Linked DNA regions of Ovis aries: region 1 is linked to region 2. The links are chromatin contacts, called in public Hi-C maps. All regions are on one chromosome and are shown on one strand. The core of a region is the stretch at or near the end of the contact, and the rest is flanking DNA. Distances in the headings are between cores, read along the strand shown. Region 1 holds the start of MAF (MAF bZIP transcription factor). Region 2 overlaps WWOX (WW domain containing oxidoreductase).

Evidence for each region. A called contact is a pair of places that touch in the nucleus more often than the background predicts.
Region 1: a contact with region 2 is called in a Hi-C map of tail adipose tissue, with 6 times the contacts expected there. The contact joins the promoter of MAF here to the enhancer-like site in region 2. A contact is called at or near these places in 5 of 16 Hi-C or Micro-C datasets (blood, hypothalamus, muscle and 2 more).

The regions. Positions count from the first base shown.
Region 1 is chr14:6,019,226-6,024,383 of ARS-UI_Ramb_v3.0, forward strand. MAF (MAF bZIP transcription factor) reads right to left here and starts at 3,151. Exons shown (of 1, transcript XM_027977649.3): 1 at 1-3,151. The coding sequence starts at 2,267. The coding sequence ends at 1,128.
Region 2 is chr14:5,074,936-5,079,873 of ARS-UI_Ramb_v3.0, forward strand. The region is part of intron 7 of WWOX (WW domain containing oxidoreductase); the gene reads left to right. Among named protein-coding and RNA genes, the nearest start is that of TRNAY-GUA, 270 kb to the left of the region's middle. Within about 2 kb of position 1,911, at least 6 of the 54 cell types and tissues checked have an H3K27ac peak or open chromatin away from gene starts, as enhancers often do. A contact at or near this core is called in tail adipose tissue, where this site is marked.

The sequences.
Region 1 (5,158 bases), core at 1,901-4,400, 950 kb after region 2:
TAGGGCTGCACTTTTTTTTGTTTGTTCTGAACTCAAAAAAGTCATGAGGCAATAAAACAAAAGTATGAATGCCAACGCCATAAGTCTTCGAACGTCCATTTCCAAGCCAAAAGGAAAAAAAAAAAGAAAAAATAATTATACCATACATGTCCAGCATGCAGGCTTTTTTTTTTTTATTAATATAATGTCTCTTTTCCATAAAGTCTTTGAAACAGTTATAGTTCATTGTTGCTAAGACAAAGTAGCAAGCATAATAATGCATGAGATGAGAATGAGTTGTTTTTTTTTTTTTTTTAAATGGCAGACTAAACTCTCAGATTTGGCATCATAAGGACCAAAACTCACGAGTCACACCCAGAAGGTTGATGCAGGCTTGATTGTGGCAGGTTCATGAGGATTTTTTTCCCTCTATTTTAGCATAACAATGCTCAAAAAACCCCGATGGAACTCAGCACGCTGCAAGTCTATAACATTTCACATTTTTTTTTCCTTTGCAAGCTCAATCTCATATGAAGAACTCAGGAGGAGAAAAAAACTTAGCCTTTTTTTTTTCTTTTATCTCAAAAGAGATGGGTGGCAAGGGGGTGAGGGTGGAGGATGGGGGGGTGGTGAGTTAGGGGCAACACAGCAAGCTCCAAAAACTCAAAGTTCTTTAAAAAAAAAATCCAAACAAAATAAAACACACACACACAGAAAATGAACACCAGCTCATGAACTGAAGAAAAAAAAATACGTGAATGATGCAGGCTTCAAAGGTGAGCATGAGGAACTCTGTTGAGATCTTTGAACATTGAGCAAGTGAAAGGGGTGGGGGGGGGGATGTTAAAAAAAAAAAAGCCAGCAAGTTATGGAGAATTTCAGATTGGCAATCCATGAGCCAGACCACCAGCCCCTCCCCGACTCAAAAACAGCCGCCACCACCACCATCATCTCGGAGCAGTGTGTGTGTGTGTGTGTGTGTGCGCGCGTGTGTGTGTGCGCGTGCAGGGGGCAACTGGGGGGGGCAAGTTGGGGAGGGGAGGGGGCGAGGTGGTGGCGAGCAAGGCGCTTGGAGCTGCAAGCCCACACCCGAGTCGGACCCCCACGGAGCGCGTAGCAAGGGGGCGAGCTGGGGCCGCGTGTCAGACTCACATGAAAAACTCGGGAGAGGACGGGTTGTCGCTGCTCGAGCCGTTTTCTCGGAAGCCGCTGCTCACCAGCTTCTCGTACTTCTCCTTGTACGCGTCCCTCTCGCGCACCAGCCTGGAGATCTCCTGCTTGAGGTGGTCGACCTGCTGCAGCAGCTGGTTCTTCTCGGACTCCAGGACGTGCCTCTGCTGCACCCGCTTGAAGCGGCAGGACTGGGCATAGCCGCGGTTTTTCAGGGTCCGCCTTTTCTGCTTCAGCCGAATCACCTCCTCCTTGCTGACCCCGCGCAGCTGCCGGTTCAGCTCGCGCACCGACATGGTCACCAGCTGCTCGTCGGAGAAGCGGTCGTCGAAGTGCAGGCCGCCGGCCGCGGCGTGATGAGGGTGCAGGGCGCCCCCCGCCCCCGCCGCGCCCCCGCCGCCGCCGCCGCCGCCCCCGCCGCCGCCGCCGCCCCCGGCGCTGGCCGGGCCGCCCGAGCCGCCGCCCGAGCCGCCCGCGCCCCCGGCCGAGGCGGACGCGCTGCCCGCGGCGCCCGGCGCGCCGGCCGTCGGGTGGTGGTGGTGGCCGGCGGCGTGGTGGTGGTGGTGGTGGTGGTGGTAATGCGGCGCCGCGCCGCTCTGCGCGGCGGCCGCGGCGATCACGGCGGACACCACGGCGGCGGCGGGGCCCATCTCCTCGCCGCTGCCGCCCAGGGAGGCGCCGGCGCCGGCCCCGGCCGCCGAGCCCAGCTGCTGCGCCCCGCGCGCGTAGCCATCGAAGCCGCCCTGGAGCTGGTGGCTGTTGCTGATGAGCGCCTCGACCGCGTCCTCGGGGCTGAAGCCCAGCGCCTCGGGGTTCAGCTGCTGCGGGTAGCCGGTCATCCAGTAGTAATCTTCCAGGTGCGCCTTCTGCTCGCTGCCTGAGCCCGGGCTGGGCGCCGAGAAGCTGGGCGAAGGCGGCACCGAGCTGCACGGCGTGCTCATGGGGGTGGAGGACAGTGAGCCCCCGGCGATGAGACGGCCGCACTGGCTGATGATGCGGTCGGTCTCCACCGGCTCCTTTTTCACTTCAAACTTCATCAGATCGAAGTCATTAACATATTCCATGGCCAGGGGACTGGTGGGCAGGTCGGAGTTGCTCATTGCCAGTTCCGATGCCATTCTCCTGCCGCCGCCGCCGCCGCCGCCGCCGCCGCCGCTCCGCCAGATGGGCTGCAGGAGAGGGGCCAGCGGGCTGTGCTGGGTGGCCAGCGGGTGAGCCAGCTTGCCGGGCTGGGGCGCTTCTAGCTTGCGCGGCGGTGGCTGGCCCGAAACCTCCGAGCGCGCACACACACACACACACACACCCCCGCCGCCCTGCCCGCGCCCCCCGCGCCCGCCCTCCCTCCCCCCCGCCCCGGCTCACGCCAATGTGCTCGCTCGCTCGCCCCGGCCCCTCCTCGCCTGCTCGCCTCCTAGCGCGCCGAGTCGGCGGCTTCAGGCTCGGGAAGGTCCTCCGCGGGCTGCGGTGGCGGTGGCGGCGGCGGCGGCGAAGCCGGAGGAGCCCGGCTGGGTGCGCGGCGTCCCCCGCTCGCCGCTCCGCTGCGCGCTTTGCATAAGGAGGGCTCGGCTCGGCTTGCTGGCCCCGGCTGCAGGCGGGGCGCGCGCGGCTGCCGTTCGGGGCTGCAGGCGCGGCGGGCGGCTGTCCGGGCGGCGCAGGCCTTGGCACCGGGGAGTTAACACTTCATGCTTCTCGCCTCCTCTTCTGCCTGGCTCTTTTTTAATTTAAAAAAAAATTTTTTTTTTCTCTCCTCTCGCTCAACCTCGCGCTCTTCCTCCCTCCGTGCAAAGTGCAAGACAGAGGTGCAGCCGGGCTGGAGGAAAGGGGGGGGGGGGAGTTGAGTTCTTTCTTGCTTTTTTTTTTTTCTTTTAAAGCGAAATAGCGAAGTCCTGGGGAAAAGGCGAGGCGCAGAGCAAAAGAGGGGAGACCGCGCAGACGAGCAGCCGGAGCTATACGGCTCGAAGATGAAAAAAAAAAGATTTTAAAGCCTCTGATCCAGCAAGAAGAGTTTAAAGCTATTGCTGAGTTTTATAGCACTCGTGACGTCAGGCCCAAATGGGAAATTGACTGGTACTCCGGACCAATGGGAGGCAGCGGGAGCGCCCGCGATTAGCATAGGAGTCGAGAAACAAGGAAACTTTTCCGAGCTGTCAATCAGGGCCCAATCAGCTGACTGTCAGCTGGGACGGGCAGTCTTAACCCTTCCCAAGCCGCAGCCTCCGCGCGAGGTTGCAAAGACCAGAGCAAAGTTTGGTGCAAGAGGGGACGGAGTTTTCCGGAGGGGCTGCGGGAACCCGGGTGGACAGCGAGGACGGTTTGCTTTACTTCGGAGCTAGAGAGGCCTGCCTTCCGGAGCCCCAGCTCGCCTGCCACTCGCTCGGCCACGGTTGGCCTGCTCCCCGCCAACTCCTTCCTGACCGCCCCCCCCACCCCCGACACACACCCCCGCAAGGATCGTGAATTCGCCTGGCAGCTTTTTCTCCTTGCTCCACCTTAGGGCACCCAGGTTTCCGCCCGGGGGGAACCTTCCTTCCCCGGTGCCTGGCAATGCCCCGAGCGCAAACTTGGCCCCAACTCTTTGTCCCTCTCCCCGGTGCCCGCGCGCACCCGCGCGCGTGGGGGCGCAGGGGTCCCCACTGCGCGCTTGACCTCGCCCGGCCGCGCGCTTGCCAGGGCGGCTCCAAGTCCGCGGAGAGAGAGAGCCCGTTTTATCAGCCTCTTTTAAAGGATTTGAAATGAGTTGCTCAGGGGCCATTCCGCGCGGGGGCTGGCTGCCCGCTGGCTTCTCCCGTCCTTGGCTGGGGGGTGCGAACGCGAATTAACTCCGGGAAAGCTCGGTGTCAGGTCAGCCCGGCTCCTCACCCTCGGGCCTCTGACTCTGGCCCGAGTCTGGCCTTTGAGGCTCACTTCTCTTTCTCACACACACACGCACATACTCATCCACCCCCTTATGAAACCTGACTCCTGTTTATCAGGGTCCTGCGCGCCCTTTGCACTTTTACATTTCGCTTAATTATTTCAGACTTGATCGTGGGGAGGAACGGGGGCGAAAAAAGAACCAATAGCCCAGCCTTCACCAGCTCCCCTCGAAGGGTTAAGTTTTAAACCGCGGTTTCTGGGACGGGTCCGGAAACCCAGAGTGGGGGATGGGGAGGACGGGAGTAGGGGCTGCTTCTCCCCCTTGGGGGTGTTGCAGATGCTAATAACTAACTGTTCAGTTTTCTCGATCGATTCTTCTAAATCTTTGCAAAAAAAAAAAAAAGAAAAAGAAAGAAAAGAAAAAGGAAGGAAAAAAAAAAAAAGAAAGAAAGAACCAGCAACTCTGTTTCTAAGATTTTAAAGCGATAGGCCAGATGGAGAAGCCGAGATTTATTTGAGGGAAAGCAAGAGGGCGCGGAGCCGACCCAGCGTTTGGAAGACCAGCCTGCCTGCCTGGATGTTGGACTGTTGATTCCTCCAATTAATGAAATGCACTTGGTGTTAATCATATTTATCTTATTTTATGGGAGGGGGAGACGCTAGGAGGGTGCATTAAAAAAAAAAATCTGAAAAGCCTGCAGAACGGTCGAAGAGGGAAAACTATTGTTGGACCGAGTTGGTTCTTACCTCAACAGCGCCACCTTTCGGCAAAGGTCAGTTGAAATTGATCCGTGTCCAGTTTTGTTGATGAAATGAAAAGAAGCTGGTTTCCCTAGGTGGGAGGAGGAAAGAGGGGCGGAAAATTGGTTTGGCTGCAAGTGGGAGAACCTGACTTTGTCAGGAAAGGGGCTGAAGGCAGTGCTGGCAGGTGCGGGAAACATTTTTTTCCCCCGCCGACCCCTTTGACTGTGGAGAAAGAGGCCAGGGGACCCGGGAGACTTATGCAAGAGGATCCCGTGTAACAAACAGGGCCCCAAACCTCTTTAAAAAGTGCCAGGATGCATTTTCAACGGGCTTTATGGCAATATCAATAGAATTAAAGTTACTTGTAATTCAGTGATAAATGAGATGTCTCTAGTAAGTAAGATTAAGT
Region 2 (4,938 bases), core at 661-3,160:
TTCCGCGTCCTTTTTTCTCTTAAATTCAAAGTCCTCAGCCATCCGTCTCTCCTTCATTGGCATTGAGAGATAAGCGCAATAATGATTGAGTTTAGATTGAATATCACGGAGGCGAAAGGAATAATTCTGAGGCCTTTTAGTCTATTAACTATATGAGGCTTCTTAATAGTTTGGCTCAAGGCAAAAATGATTTTATTCTAGTTTCATCCTCGTTGAGTCAATAATTAACCGAGTTTGATTAAAACTGAATTTTACCAAGTCTAACAACCATCTGGGCCTCTTGCCTTGCGTGTGAGAAATGGCGCGTGCCTCGCTGGGAACAGTTCCCGGGGTCCAGGGCGGGGCGTGGGCCTCGGCTCCGGCTCCGCTGTGAAGCCTGCGCTCGGGGCGGCGGTGGTGTTCTCTGGCGCCCGCCTTGCTCCCCGCTGGACGGGCCTCCCACACACGGCGCTGCCTCTCCGGGAGGGACTGGTCCTCGGGGAGCCCTGCCTCCCCGCCAGCCCCTGCTGTTTTCCTTCCTCTTGGCCCCCGTGCCGCCTCTCTGCCTTTCACCTGAGCTGGCTCTCCGGAAGGACCGGTGGGACGGGTGGGGCTTTGCTGAGCTGTGGCGAGCGGCGAGACTCGGGTGCTGGGTACGGAGGGCCCCCTGCATCGCCGCTCAGACCCGCTCCCGGCTCCCCTCGGACCGCTGCTCGCCCGAGCCGGGCGGCTTGGCTCGCCAACCTCTCGCCTCCAGGCTCAGCGTCGTCGCGAGCGAGGGCCGGGCTTTATCCGCCCGTCTCCAGCACAGGACTCGACAGCAGCAGGGGTAAAGCTTATCCATGGGGTGGGCCTGGGAGCAGACGCCAGTCCAGGCAGCCCAGGGGCCGTTTTCTCTGGACGTCGAGACCTTGGGGTTTCATGCCACGGGGTTGGGTTCTTCCCTCACTTTTCCTCTCTATGTGCTGTAAACAGCCTTTCTTGCTTTTGGCTAGCTGGGATTACGTAGTCCCACATCCTGGCCATTTTCACTGCCTTGAGTCTTTTAGGATGGAGCTAAGACAGGCAGAAGGGAGGAAGTGGGTCGAAACTTTGATTTCGCACAAGGATGAAGAATAACAAGTAAAAAAAAAAACAAAACAGTGAAACAGAGGAGCAGGCAAGAGAGGTGGGAAGCGCCTCTTGAGGGTCTGGTGCGTGGTGCCAACGCGGGAGCTCCAGCTGAACCCTCTGCAGCTTTGCAGCAGCAGCCTGGGTGAGCTTCTGCTGACAGTCCCCGCGATACTGATTGTGTTTGCGAGTGTGTGTGCAGCGGGGAAAAGACGGGCCTTTGAGACAACTGTATGGGTTGCTTGGCATTTAGTGTGGGTGTTAAATCTCCATCCTGGTTGCCGAGATTAAATTGAATCGGCCCCCATGGCCGTTCAGCTTCACTGCGCAGAAAACGTAGCCAACATTTTCACACTTCTCCCTCCCTCTCACCTCTCCTTCTCTCGTTCCTGTCTTTCCCCCTTCTGTCTCTCTAAAGAACATATTGCGTGCTGCTCACTGAGTGGGTGCCATTCCACTAAGTCAGGCAGACCCCTGGCAGGATGTTCCAGGTACATGGTATCAGAGCGCCTGGCTGAGACAGACACCCGAGCGGCCGTGTGACGGGGTGAGCGGATGCCTCATGACCGATTACAAAAGGGGGAGTTCATTTTGGGTGTCCTCGATTATTTCCCAACTGCCGCCGTCCAGCTGGACTGACTCTTTTGAGAACACACGGATGTTTGTGCTGGAAGCTCCAGTCATATCATTTAATCCCAAAGCTTTTTTTTTTCTCTGTATGATGAATTATTCAGGCAATGTTTTCCAAAGTTGTCATCAGCCAGGACAGACCCAGAGAGAACGCGTGTGACCACACCCGCGCGGGCCCCGAAGGGAATTGGTGTTTTCTGGCTCCAAGAAGTTCCAGAAGAAAGGATTCAAAGCCAGAGGCTGTCCTCCGCTAGGCAGTGAGCAAAGGAGATACCACACTCAGGCTTGCTGATGTTTAGGCTGGAGTAAAAGCCAGCCAGGGAGATGTGAGCAGCCCTGCGGGGGTGGGGATGGGGTGAGGCTTTTTATCCTCAAGTGGTCAGCAGTGTCAGGCAGGGCAGAGGGTCAACTGGGTGCCAGCAGCTGAGGTTCTCTATCAATGCCCACAGAATTTTAAACTTGGAACATAAGCACCCTCCCCTCTGCATAGATTTTTTTTTTTTTTTTTTTTTTTTTGGTATCATGAAGAAGTTTTTGGAAGACTGCCTGTCTGTTGTAAAAGAAAAAAGAGGCAGACAGGTCAGTTCAGATATCTGTGTTTGTGTAAACATTTCGGCATTATCGGTACAAACCATCAGATGGTGGGGCTGAGGACGACCACAGCCCGCCGGCCACAGCCACACACAGGGGTCTGGATAGGAGCGTGGGAGGTAGGGCAGAATGCAAAGTAGAGGCCATGATGCTGAGTCGAATGAATGCCGGCTCCGCCTCGCCCAGCTTCTCTCCTCATTGTACTCCGGCTTTGTAGCTGGCTCTCTTCCCAAACAGTGGTACTCAGCTTTGGCTGTGCACTAAGACCGCTGGGAAATTCTTTATAAATAGTGATGCTCCAGGCTGATTGAACCCAGATCTCTCAGAGAGAGAGAGAGAGAAAGAGAGAGAGAGATGTCCTACTGGAGTTTTCTGTGGAAAGTTTTTGGGAGCGTGGAGCAGAGTCAGTTCCCCTTTGAAAAAGCCACATTGGGCTTCCTGCTTGATGCAGAGTTTTTCTGTGCTTCTCTGGAGGCTGTTACCCTTTCCTCATCTTCTGTCTCCCTGGAACACTTTTATGTCCATTAGAACTTTGCAGGGCCTGCCTGCCCTTTGCTCTCCAATATCCATTAACAACAACAACAACAAAAAACCAAAACAGCTTTATTCACACACAATGTACCAGTCCACAGTTCATCCATGTAAAGTGTAAACTTAAGTATTTTCTTGGTATATCCACAGCATTGTGCATCCATCCATCACCACCACCAATTTTAGAACATTTTAATTAGCCCAAGAAGATCCACACTCCCTAGCCGTCATCCCAAACACCCCTTCTTCCAGCCCTTGGAATCTGTCTTGATGGGTTTGCCAGTTCTGAACATTTCCTATAAATGGAGTTATGTAATCAAATTACAAACATCCGTTGGATCATCGAAAAAGTGAGAGAGTTCCAGAAAAATATCTACTTCTGCTCTATTGACTATGCTCTTTGACTGTGTGGACCACAGCAAACTGTGGAAAATTCTTCAAGAGATGGGCATACCAGACCACCTGACCTGCCTCCTGAGAAATCTGTATGCAGGTCAGGAAGCAACAGTTAGAACTGGGCATTGAACAACAGACTTAGTTCCAAATCAGGAAAGGAGTACGTCAAGGCTGTATATACCTAACTTATATGCAGGATGAAGCACAAGTTAAAATCAAGATTGCTGGGAGAAATATCAATAACCTCAGACATGCAGATGACACCACCCTTATGGCAGAAAGTGAAGAAGAATTAAACAGCCTCTTGATGAAAGTGAAAGAGGAGAGTGAAAAAGTTGGCTTAAAACTCAACATTTAGAAAACTGAGATCATGGCATCTGGTCCCATCACTTCATGGCAAATAGATGGGGAAACAATGAAAACAGTGACAGACTTTATTTTCTTGGGCTCCCAAATCACTGCAGATGGTGACTGCAGCCATGAAATTAAAAGATGCTTGCTCCTTGGAAGAAAAGCTATGACCAACCTAGACAGCATATTAGAAAGCAGAGACATTACTTTTCCAACAAAGGTCCGTGTAGTCAAAGCTATGGTTTTTCCAGTAGTCACGTATGGATGTGAGAGTTGGACTATAAAGGAAGCCGAGTGCTGAGAAATTGATGCTTTTGGACTATGGTGTTGGAGAAGACTCTTGAGAGGCCCTTGGACTGCAAGGAGATCCAGTCAGTCTGTCCTAAAGGAAATCAGTCCTGAATATTCATTGGAAGAACTGATGCTAAGGCTGAAACTCTGATACCTTGGCCACCCAGCATGAAGAACAGACTCATTGGAAAAGACCCTGATGCTGGGAAAGATTGAAGATGGGAGGAGAAGGGGATGACAGGATCAAATGGTTGGATGGCGTCACCGACTCAATGGACATGAGTCTGAGTAAACTCCAAGAGTTGGTGATGGACAGGGAGGCCTGGCATGCTGCAGTCCATGAGGTTGCAAAGAGCTGGACACGACCGAGTGACTGAACTGAACTGAATCCATGGTCTTTTGTCTCTGGCTTCTTTATTTCAGCATCATGCTTTCAAAGCTCATCAGCGCTGTAGCATAAATCAGTGCTTTTTAAGACGGTACTATTTCGTTGTGTGGATAGACCACGTTTCGTGGGTCCATTCGTTGACTGATGGACAGCTGCATCGTTTCCAGTTTCTGGCTCCTGTGAGTAATGCTGCATTGGGCAGGTCTTAGTGTGGATTAGACTTCCATTGCAGCATCCTTCTGTGTCGTCTCTTGGGCAGTATCATCTTAACCATCAGGGTAGTGTCTTGCATCAGAAACAAGTCATAATTAGCAAAGCAGGCAGCTCTGGGTCATGGGCCCAGGTATCTGGGGGACTCTCACTCAGTACCTGCTGTGTGGCTTGAAGCTGTGAATTGCTCAGCTTCTCCGGAGAAGAAAGAAAAGTGTCCCAATTCCTCCTCTTGCTCTCCCATCCCCCCTTCTACAGATAGCAAAGAGCAGCTTCCTGAGAAAGGAAGGTGCCATGCTCTGTAATTCATACAAGGCGTCGGTATTGTCTGCGTGATTCATGAGTCCACATCTCACACATTCCCATTGAACATGCGTGTGCGCCTTCCCACAGCCCTGCCTTTCATGTGTTAACTGACTCTTTTCGAAATTGATGAGGCCTAACTCACACTCGATGTCTGT